2 separate regions of the Sus scrofa genome follow, and region 1 is linked to region 2. The links are chromatin contacts, called in public HiChIP or PLAC-seq maps. All regions are on one chromosome and are shown on one strand. The core of a region is the stretch at or near the end of the contact, and the rest is flanking DNA. Distances in the headings are between cores, read along the strand shown. Region 1 overlaps RNF114 (ring finger protein 114). Region 2 overlaps B4GALT5 (beta-1,4-galactosyltransferase 5).

What was found. HiChIP or PLAC-seq counts read pairs in DNA pulled down with a chosen protein or histone mark.
Region 1: an H3K27ac HiChIP or PLAC-seq map of alveolar macrophages shows a contact between it and region 2. The contact joins two enhancer-like sites.

What each region holds. Positions count from the first base shown.
Region 1 is chr17:51,527,623-51,533,315 of Sscrofa11.1, forward strand. RNF114 (ring finger protein 114) reads left to right here. Exons shown (of 6, transcript NM_001001869.1): 6 at 1-161. The coding sequence ends at 30. Among named protein-coding and RNA genes, the nearest start is that of SNAI1, 16 kb to the right of the region's middle. Within about 2 kb of position 1,884, at least 5 of the 83 cell types and tissues checked have an H3K27ac peak or open chromatin away from gene starts, as enhancers often do. A contact at or near this core is called in alveolar macrophages, where this site is marked.
Region 2 is chr17:51,312,756-51,318,312 of Sscrofa11.1, forward strand. The region is part of intron 1 of B4GALT5 (beta-1,4-galactosyltransferase 5); the gene reads right to left. Among named protein-coding and RNA genes, the nearest start is that of B4GALT5, 19 kb to the right of the region's middle. Within about 2 kb of position 2,761, at least 2 of the 83 cell types and tissues checked have an H3K27ac peak or open chromatin away from gene starts, as enhancers often do. A contact at or near this core is called in alveolar macrophages, where this site is marked.

The sequences.
Region 1 (5,693 bases), core at 634-3,133, 210 kb after region 2:
GTGCTGCAACGCTCCCTCCTTGACCAGTGAGCAGGCGCGGGCTCCAGAGCTTCCACTGTGTGTCCGCGTGAAACATGTGACTCTTCCACCTAAAATGTCCCACAGACCTGGAAGTGAGCCTTGGTGTTGGGACGGGGTCACTTCTGACAGGGGAACAGGTCCCCAGTCAAGCCCTCCTTTCCTTGGGGCTCTTCCCCTACTGCTCACTGTTTGTCATCTGTCCGGTTTTTTCCTGCTCCTCAGCCATTTCCTGGAGCTTTTGCCTCCTCTTTGGAAGGGAACCCAGCTTTCCACCTGTCCTCGTTTCATGCCTGCTTCTCCTGTCCACTGTTGATCTCTCAGGTCCTCCGAACCAGCCAGGACCTTTTCTGGGTCATGAGTAGCACAAATGAAACAAGCATCTCCTCCCCTTGTCCCCAAGGGGTGTGAGCGCCAGCAAGAATGGGGTGATGGGTGATGGAGCGCCCCCTCCTGTGCTGTGCAGGTTCCTGTTGGTTGGTCCTTGGCGGCAGCTGCCAGGAGCTAGAGTTACCTCATGGGAAACATTTCACAGGTCTTGTTAGGGTGGATGTTCTGGGTTGAACATGGTCTGATGCTGGAAGTTTTGATGAGTGAGATTTTCCTATCATTCCTGCACACCCTTAGGATTTAACTGGTTCAGACTTAAATGCCTGCATGGTGCCTTTTAGGGTAAGGTGTCACCATGTATTTTTAGTGAAAATAAGTGTTTCTAGGTTAGGAAAGTTAAATTCCAATTATCCGTAAGAGAGGAGGAGGGTCAGCTAAGAGGTGGAAGGGCGCTAGCTTTTTGGTTCTGATTTTCAAACTGGTGAAGTGTTTTCAGATGACTCAGTCATGGTGCCTCTCGATTTGGGAGCCTGCTTATGTTCTTGTCCTGGAAGCATGAAAAGAAGTCCTCAAATGAATAAGAAGTGTGTGAGCTCCCATGAATACTAGTTCTTGCATCTTTTATTTGGTAACTTAGATTAAATTGTGTTGCTTTTCTATCACAAATGGTTTCCTTATAAAACTGGTTACAACACGTGAATTGATGTGTAAAGACCTGCCTTCGAAAGCAGAGAGGTCTTGGGAGCACCACCTGCTGCCTGACCCTCCTCTGAGAAGTTGGTAATAGAAGCAGCTCAAGAAGCTTGGCGTTCACCATGTTTCATGAATATTAGTAAATATAAGGCTAAGGGCTTGTAATGTATAGGAGTAGAGCCTCTGATCGACCAAAAGGCATCTGGGTTTCAATTCATTTTTCTCTGCCAGACCTCTTGTCTGAATATGGACACTTTTTTTCTGGTCAGCGGCTGAGGCTGCAAATGACGGGGCTTTTGGCCTGTGCGCTGCTGTTGTGGGCCCCTCTGTCCCTGCCACCGAGAGCCAGATGCCTAGGAACCAGCAAAAACACAGCTCTTGGGGGCAAAGTAATTTTTTCTAATCTGCTGTTGCTTGAGAGGGCCCAAATGTTATGGTCAGTTTCTTCACTGTAACTTCTGGAGAAAGTTCACTTCGAGGCCCCTGCATTGAGATCACCTCGGTCTAAGTTTAGAGGGAAATTGGACAAAAACCTTCGTTTAGGGAACTGATGATGGTGGTCTCACGGGTGGTACCAAGAAACAGAGTTCCTTGTATTAAGTGCACTTCATGTATTTCTAATAAGAGGACTTTCCAGATAGCGACATTTGTTATGTTCTGGCTTTTAAAAGGTGAAATACAAATAAATTTCATAATTTATCCAACCAGTGAGCTGTAATGCCTGTTTTCTGGAATTCACCACCACTTGCTGAACTCTGGGCCTGGGGAGCCTCGGGAAGACTGTTGCTCTTTCTAAGGGGAAGTTCTTGTCTGTCACGAGTGAGCCCCATCTGGCTCGGATCTCAGCTCTGACACTTCACCAGCTGCCCTCTCTGGGCCTGTCTTCTCTGGAGATTAGACACCTTGCCCACCCTGCCCCGCCCCGCAGTTGGGAGCTCCAGTCAGGCAGGAAGTGACCATGTTCCATGAAAGAGGCTTTAGATGACTTAGTAGCGGCCCTGAGACCATCGCATGGGAGATCTGAGGTCATGGCCGTGTTTCAGTTTTGTACTCTGCCACTGGCTGTGGGACATCTGGAAAATACTTCTCCTTCCTGATGTAATTGGGCTTAAAAAGGATCCTTCTCCTGCACGTGGAGAGGGGACTGCAGTGGGGAAAGAAGGAAGCAGAGGCCAGGCGGGCGGTTGCTGCAGGTTCCGGGCAGGAGGTGGCGGCGGCCCGGGGCTGTGCAGTGGTAACGGTGGTACTGAGGTTGTCTGATTCCGCAGCTCTTGAGGGAGAGGTGTGAAAGCCGGAGAGGAGTCCAGAGGGACGCCGAGGTCTGGGACCTGCACGACCACTGAATTAAAGGAAAGATTCCATGAGGAGATGGAGGGGATGTTTCAGGAATGGGCACCTTGGACTTCACAGAGGACCTCCTGGCACCATGCACAGATACAGGAAGTGCCAGCTCTCAAGCAACTCAAAGAAATGTGACTAGGACGTGCCTGGGACCTTGAAATAACTCTAACAGTTACTCAGATGATGCCAGTTTCTCCAATGTCAGAGATGCATGTGATCAAACTCTTAAAATGACTAGACAAAATACTTCCACATTTGTTTTATTATTATTATTATTATTATTACTATTGGTCATTTTTGGCCGCCCCATGGCATATGGAGTTCCCAGGCTAAGGATCAGTTCCAAGCCGCAGTCACGACCTAAGCCACAGCTGCAGCAATGCCAGATCCTTGACCCACTGTGCCAGGCCAGAGATCGAACCTGCAACCCACTGTTCCCAAGATGCTGCTGATCCCATTGTGCCACGGTGGGAACTCCTTTACATTTGTATTAAATATAGCATAAGTAATTAAAAACGTAGGGATTTGAGGCATTCCCATTGTGGTGCAGCGGAAATGAATCCGACTAGTATCCGTGAGGATCTGGGTTCGATCCCTGGCCTCACTCAGTGGTCAGTGATCTGGTGTTGCTGTGAGTAGCGGTGTAGGTCACAGACGCATCTCGAATCCCACAATGCCGTAGCTATGGCTGACACTTGCAGCTCCGATTCAACCCCTAGCCTGGGAACCTCCATGTGCCGCGGATGTGGCCCTGAAAAGCAATGAGGATAATAATAATAATTCAGTGTTTGAAATTCACATTTCAAACTGGGCATCATGTTAAGTCTGGACACTCTACTCAATGTATATTAGCAGAATAAATGTTCTGAACATCTGCTATTTGCCAGGAAGCTCACACCTCAGTAAAAAAAAATATCATTCATGCAATTACTTGTTTTAATTACTTGTTTGTGGCTGTCTCCCCACTGATAAGTTCAGCTCTTGAGGCCAAGGATGATGCGACACTGCCCTCCATACTTGGCCCCTAGTTGACTCAATAAATATTTCTAGAGTTGAACTGGAACTAAAGGGAACTCTTTTACAATGGTACTTCCTTTCTGTGGCCACTTTTCCAGCCCAGAGTTAGAAGCTGAAAGAAGCCGGCCCTGCTGTCCATCACTGTGGGCGGAGGCAGGTCCTCAAAACCAGAAGTACAGGAGGTGGGATTTGTTGGGCAGAGGGGGTGAGGCTGGGAGCGGGTATGGTGGCTGTTGCCAGGCGAGGATCTGACCTGTCTGGGTTCTCCACGTGGTCCCTGGATGCTCTCCTGCCCTTCTCGTTAGCCCCCGGCGTTCCACCGTGTTGGCTGACGGTCCCATGGTGGGCCCCGCAAGGCAGTGGGAGTACAGCACTAAAGACAGTGGTGACAGTCGTTCTCATCCCGGGTTCCTGACACAGTGCCTGCCCTCAAATAATTTGTATGTAATCCTCCCTCTCAGCTCCTGAAAGGTGGCCCAAATCAGGCATTTGGAATACTCCAGAAAAGTCAGCCTCCTCCTTGAATCCTGACCAGCCCTGCAAGGAGAGGTGCCAGTAGCATTCCCCTTCCACAGATGATGCTGTGGAGGAGGCCAGAAGGAGTGAGTAATTTGCCCGAGCTGGGACAGGAACGACTGGGTGGTCCAGGGTAGAGGTCTCAGCACCCTGCACAGTCCCCAGTGTCTACACCACTAGCCGTGTGACCTCGGACAGCTTGTTCTAATCTCTTTGTGCCTTGGTTTCCTCATCTGTTAAAATGGGGTTAACAAACATGTCTTCCTCACAGAGTTGCGGGAAATCCAGAGGACTCATCCACGTCAAGCATTAGAACAGGGCCTGGCACAAAATAAGTGCTTAATAAATGCGTGCTAGGATTTCCCATTGTGGCGCAGTGGAAACAAATCTGACTAGGAACCATTCCATGACCAGGAATCTGGCAGGTTGGATCCCTGGCCTCACTCAGTGGGTTAAGGATCCAGCATTGCTGTGAGCGGTGGTTATGGGCCGCGGATGCGGCTTGGATCTGGCGTTGCTGAGGCTGTGGTGTAGGCGGCAGCTATAGCTTCCATTTGGCCCCTAGCCTAGGAACCTGCATGTGCTGCGTGGGTGTGGCCCTAAAAACCATGCATGCATGCATAAATAAAGGTGCAGCTACCCAGCCACTACTGTTTTTCCTCCTCCCTTCCCCGAGACCACCCAGTGCCCAGCCTCACCCAAGCAGCTTGAAGCTGTAAATGTTTGATGACTAAATACTGCTATTAAGTGATGTGTTTCCCAAACTTGCCTGGAAGACATGAATTACTGGTGAGGCGGTTGCTGCAAAACAGATTTTCAGGACCCTCCCTCAGAGATTCTGATTGGTAGATGTGGGTGGGACCTGGGAATCTGTATCTTTTAAAAAGAGCCTCAGATATGGAAGTGCTGTAAAATTTGGTTGTGATGATTGTTCCACACCTATAAATGTAATAGAACTCATTAAGTAATTAAAAAAAATAAAAAGAGCCTCAGGTAAAATGCATCTAGACTTGTATCAGAAATCCTATCATGTCAGACTGGCTGGTGTTACATGCATTACAGCTGGGGTAGGACAGCCGCTCGGTTGATGGTTAGAATCAGGTGGACAGGCTCAGTTCTTCAGGTTGCAAGACTTGAGTGATACCTTTTCTGACTCTAGAAATCATCTAGACTATCTATTTGGTCTGAAAAAAAATCACCCCACAAATTACTTACAAAGGGAAAATGAGTAACTTTGAAGTGGAGAAACCCAGGCAGACACCTTCTTTACTAAGTGGTCAGAAGTAGTATCACTAGGGAGTTCCTGTCATGGCTCAGTGGAAATGAATCTGACTGGTATCCATGAGGACACAGGTTCGATCCCTGGCCCTGCTCCGTGGGTTAAGTATCCAGTGTTGCCGTGAGCTGTGGTGTGAGTTGCAGACATGGCTCAGATGTGGCATTGCCGTGGCTGTGGTGCAGGCCAGCGGCTACAGCTCCACTTTGCCCCCTTGCCTGGGAACCTCCATATGCCGTAGGTGTGGCCCTAAAAAAGGCCAAAAAAAAAAAGTATCACCACTATTGGGACACACCGTGGGTGACTTGATGGGATGCACTTCTGAAGTTTCCAGCAGAAAAAAAAACCTGAGCCTGATTGGAAGAAAACATCAAGCAAGTCATCCACACCGAGGAACCTGCAACCTCATGGTTCCTGGTCAGATTCGTTTCCGCTGCGCCACGATGGGAACTCCCCAAACAGAGACAGTCTACACAACACCCCAAACTCTTCCAAAATGTCA
Region 2 (5,557 bases), core at 1,511-4,010:
AAGGCGCAAACAATTATCTCTGCACCTGGAGAAAAGCAGAACCACGGGATAGAAACCCTCTTCCAACACAACAGTTAGCTACATCGTTACATTTGCAAAAAAAAAAAAAAAAAACCACAAAAGAAAACACAACAGCACTGAAATGGGCCGAGAAATAAGCAGAATTCCAACCTGCTCTTCCTTAAAAAAGCATCAGACAGCTTATATATACTTTTTAAGGCCTTAATTTTCACATTAGTTTCCAAAGAGGAGCTGGAAAAGTTTTGATCCTCATACTTCAAAGTGCCCTTTCTGTGGAAAGGGAGTCGTGCCCAGGTCGGGGAAGAGGGGGGGAGGGGTAATCTAGGCTTCACACCTACTTCTTTAGGCCTATTCCAGTAATGCAGTCATTTCAGGGTAAGGGTTTCCACACAGCTAATGACATCTGTTTTTCTTCCAAGTATAACTTTGAGATTACACTTCCTCTTCCTAAATCAAAAGGAATCAAAAACAGTGACTGTAAAACAATATAATCAGAGTTCCCTTCATGGCTCAGCAGTTAACAAACCTGACCAATATCCACCAGGACGCGGGCTCGATCCCTGACCAAGCTCAGTGAGTTAAGGATCCTGAATTGCTGTGGCTGTGCTGTAGGCCAGCAACTGTAGCTCTGATTCGACCCCTGGCCTGGGAAATTCCACATGCCATAGGTGTGGCCCTAAAAAGCCAAACTTATCTTAATCAAATTTATCCTAACACTGTAGAGGCGGCATAGGCTTATTCAAGAACTCAGGCTCTAGAAAGTAAGCAAGGTTGAACTTAGAGCAAGCTGTATGACCTTGAACACATCATTTCACCTCTCCAAGCCTTGGTTTCCTCATCTCTAAAACATCTATGTCTCACACAGCTAGGGTGTTAACTAATAGGATGATATATGCAAAACACTTCTAGAAAGGCTCAACAAGTGGAAGCAGCATCTGCTGCCACTGTCATGTTGGAAAACAGAGGAAGATGAACTCCTGAGCTAGAAGAAGGGGAGACACAAACTACGGATGCAAATAGTCACTTCTGAGGAATAGGGCTTCTCAAATACCATGGTCCCTAAGTCACGAAAGTCTGACGAAGGAAAGGAACTCATCGTAATTATGTGGGCTAAATGTCACTTTGTCACCCTCTGGTTAGCTAAAAATGTGGCATCTATAGGAAGAATTCAAGAGTATCCTGTGCAAGGGACACAGAAAATAGTCAAAAAAGAATTTCAGACAGGTGTGGTGACTCTATTTTCAGAATGCAAAACTAGGTGACATGGTCAGGGCAAATAATTCATTCCCCCAAAATGTGCATCCAGTCCTAAAGGAAGCCATGGGTCGGGGCGCGGTGGGGGAGGCTAGACAGACCTGCCAGGGGTAAAATGGGGGAGACACAGAGGCATGTCTCAGCACAGCAGGATAAGGGCGGCTGCCCTGCATGGAGTGCTAGAGACAGGACAGGTGAGGAAAGCATCCAGCAGGGAAGAGGGGATGTGAGGTGGGGCGCCAGAGTCAAAGCAGGGGTGAGGGGAACCCACACAGGGAGGAGGGAGGAGCCTGGTACAGGCTTGTGGGAACCCAGGTGGGATGAAGAAGGGAGACAGCCCAGCAAAGAGAGCTGAATGATGTCGGGGGTGAGAAACATGTCCAAACAGTACTGGACACAGAGCAGCATGGAGGCACATGGGGGAATGGCCAAGTAAGTAAAGGGAATAAGGAAAAAGGGAGTTAGGATCTCACTGTCAGAGAAAGGAGTGAGAAATACGGGAAGGGAAAAAACTAGAATGAACCCTTAGGTGCTGGATTTAAACTGTCATTGGTGTGAACTCACCATTTTCTATATGTGTATATATATGCACGTGAAAACGAACATAGATGCAGGGTGCGGGTGTGTAAGAGTGTGTACATGTGTACACACAGATATATTCCAGAGCTCTACACACTGATGAGAAGGCCTAGAAGTCATAACACTCTAACAGCAATGAGTGCATCCAGGACCAGGATCTTGGCCTCTAAGTACCCATTCTCCACTAAAAAGAATCAGAGTTTTGGGGAGAAATCGCTGATTCTAAGCATGGGATAAAGAAAGCACAAAATGTGCCTAAATACCTTGTTATTCCAGAAACTAAGGAAGTGTTCAAGAATGACAGGGACAGGAGTTCCCATCGTGGCACAGTGGAAACGAATCGACTAGGAACCATGAGGTTGTGGGTTCGATCCCTGGCCTCACTCAGTGGGTTAAGGATCTGGCGTTGCTGTGAGCTGTAGGTCGCAGACGTGGCTTGGATCCTGCGTTGCTGTGGCTGTGGTGTAGGCCAGCAGCAACAGCTCCTATTAGGCCCCTAGCCTGGGAACCTCCATATACCGCAGGTACAGCCCTAAAAAGACAAAAACAAAAAGAATGACAGGGACATATCAAAAAGGGCAGATGCCAGGACAAAGGGGTTCCCAAAGGCCTAATCACAACAATTGAGTACAAATATAAATGAGAGTAAACATTAAAACCATAAGCCCACAGTGACGACAATAAATTTTTTAAAGCACATGGATTTATACTAATAAATAAATAGAAAAATAAGTACATTGAAAAGTCTGATGAACAAGATATTTATATAAAGTAGCTCCCCGCAAAACACACACTGATTACAAAAGGGGAAAGAGTTGCTTTACAGTGGAAATACTGGATAACACATCCTCAGTCAAGTGATCAGAGCAATCATCTGCAATGGGGCAAGTCACCATCCTGTGTCATCTGACATGCATCAAAAGGACATGACATCACGTCTGTGATTCTGCTGCCTCAGTGTCTAACCTAACCTAACCATAAGGAAGCATCAGACAAACCCAAAGTTTAGGGGCAAGCTACAAAAGAGCTGGCCTGTCATCCTCAAAAGGGTCAAGGTCATGAAATTCAAAGAGAAACTGGAGAACTTCTCTGGATTTTCCTCAAAGAGACTAAAGAAACAGTACAACAAACACAACAGGCGATTCTGAACTGGACCCTTTAGATACAAAGGACTTTACTGGGGTAACTGGCAAAATTTTAATGGAGAGCAGAGGATTAGAAGGCCGTAAGTAACCAAGTTAACTTTAATGGTTAGATTGTCCTTGGCTGGAATATTCTTTATTGAAAAACACTTTGTTTTTTTTTGGTTTTTTTTGCTTTTTAGGGCCACACCCACAGCATACGGAGGTTTCCAGGCTAGGGGTCCAATGGGAGCTACAGCTGCCGGCCTACACCAGAGCCACAGCAGCGCTGGATCCGAGCCACGTCTGCAACCTACACCACAGCTCATGGCAGCGCTGGATCCTTAACCCACTGAGGAAGGCCAGGGAATAAACCTGTGTCCTCACAGATGCTAGTCGGATTCGTTTCCGCTGAATTACGATGGGAACTCTGAAAAACACACTCAATATTTGGGGGTGATGTGGCTTCATGTCACCAAATGGTTCAAGAAGAAGACATTGCACTACACTTGCAGTTTTTTCTATAAGCTTGAGATTTCAAAAATTGTTTTAAATCTTTTTTGGTGTTTTGGCTGTACCCAAAGCATGAGGAAGTTCCCAGGCCAGGGATCGAACTTGTCCCACAGCAGTGACAACGCCAGATCCTTATGACTAAGCTAACAGGGAACTCCTAAAATCTTTTTAAGTTTCCCATATTTATACAAATTACATCATACTTAGTCTTATAGTTAGTTCCACTATAACACTTCTTTTGAAAATACCCATTTGTTCCAAACCAACTGCAATATTTGGGAACAATCCGAGCATAACAGGAATTTTGCATTTGCTTATGTGCAATTTCACCCATGAGGGATGAATGTTTCTTTGCTTTTGAGTTGTTGGAAATGATTAGGAAACCAAATGCGTTGGGTTTTTTTTCCTCTTTTTTTTTTTTTTTTTTTATGTGTGTGTGTCTTTTTGCTGTTTCTTGGGCCGCTCCAGTGGCATATGGAGGTTCCCAGGCTAGGGGTCAAATCGGAGCTGTAGCCTCCGGCCTATGCTAGAGCTACAGCAACGTGGGATCCGAGCCGCATCTGCAACCTACACCACAGCTCACGGCAACGCCGGATCGTTAACCCACTGAGCAAGGGCAGGGACCGTACCCGAAACCTCATGGTTCCTAGTCGGATTCGTTCACCACTGCGCCACGACGGGAACTCCCCTCCTCTCTTTTTTTGAAGTGTCTAGTTTTCTGAACCGGCTGAACACACACACACACACCTACGCACACACCTCAAACATCTACCAGTGACCTCAGTTCACCAAGCAGGTATCCATACACATCTGGATGTTACAACATTCAGTACTATTTCCGTCCTATTTCTCCTTCCTCTACTTCACAATAACTCACAAGTTGCAATTCTGAGGCCACTTCCACGAGCAAATTTCAGGTCTTTTTCAAAGTGAAGTGCCCTATTTATGGTGTTTCTTAACCAGTGAATGTGTGTAAAATTGTTCTGGTTTCATTAGCTTCCTTTTTTTTCTTTTTAATATGTCACTAATTTAGTTTTTAAGTGTTGTGTGCCTGACCCCATTTTTTCCATAAGCTCTATGGTTTTTATTCAACAATTCTGCATAGCACGGTGATGTTTAGGAATGCTTAAGTCATGGTATAGCACGATTGATTGTATTTAATATTATCACCTTTACGGAAAAGACTAAATCATCTGACATCAATGGTGTCCCCGGGCCCCGCTTCTGTATGCACAGGTAAAAAAAAAAAGAGCGGAAAAAGATTCTACCTTCTAGAACCCAAGCAATGGAGGCGACAGATCAAATGTTACACTTTCACACTAAATTAGCCACATTTAAATTAAATAAAATTTAATAAAATTTGAGGTTCTTCTATTTAATTTTATTAATAGTATTTAGGAATGAGATTAAATTGATACCACAAGGGCTAGAACTTCCCAAGTTTTCCACATATTGGTAAAGACTAACAAATGCGTTTTCTTCAGTCTTCATTTAAAGAATCCCTCGCCAGAAATAATTTTTTTTTTTTTTTTGGCTTCTCAGGGCTGCACCTGTGGCATGTGGAGGTTCCCAGGCTAGGGGTCTAATTGGTGCTACAGCTGCTGGACTACGCCACAGACACAGCAACATCAGATCCAAGCTGCGTCTGCAACCTACACCATAGTTCACAGCAACACCGGATCCTTAACCCACTGAGCAAGGCCAGGGGTCGAACCCAAATCCTCATGGTTCCTAGTTGGATTCATTTCTGCTGCACCACAAAGGGAACTCCAAATTATTGTTACTGTTTTTTTAGGACCACACCCAAGGCATATGGAAGTTCCCAGGCTAGGGGTCAAATCCAAGCTTCAGCGGCCAGCCTACACCATAGCTCATGGCAACACTGGATCCTTAACCAACTGAGCAAGACCAAGGATCGAACCCGCATCCTCATGGATCCTTGGTCTTGCTCAGTGAGGTTCGTTAACCAGTGAGCCATGAAGGGAACTAAGAAATAAACTTGTATCTAGACACTATGTTTAGTTTTAGTGGAGGAAACAGAGCTAACCAGAAAAAGACGTTACAGCAAA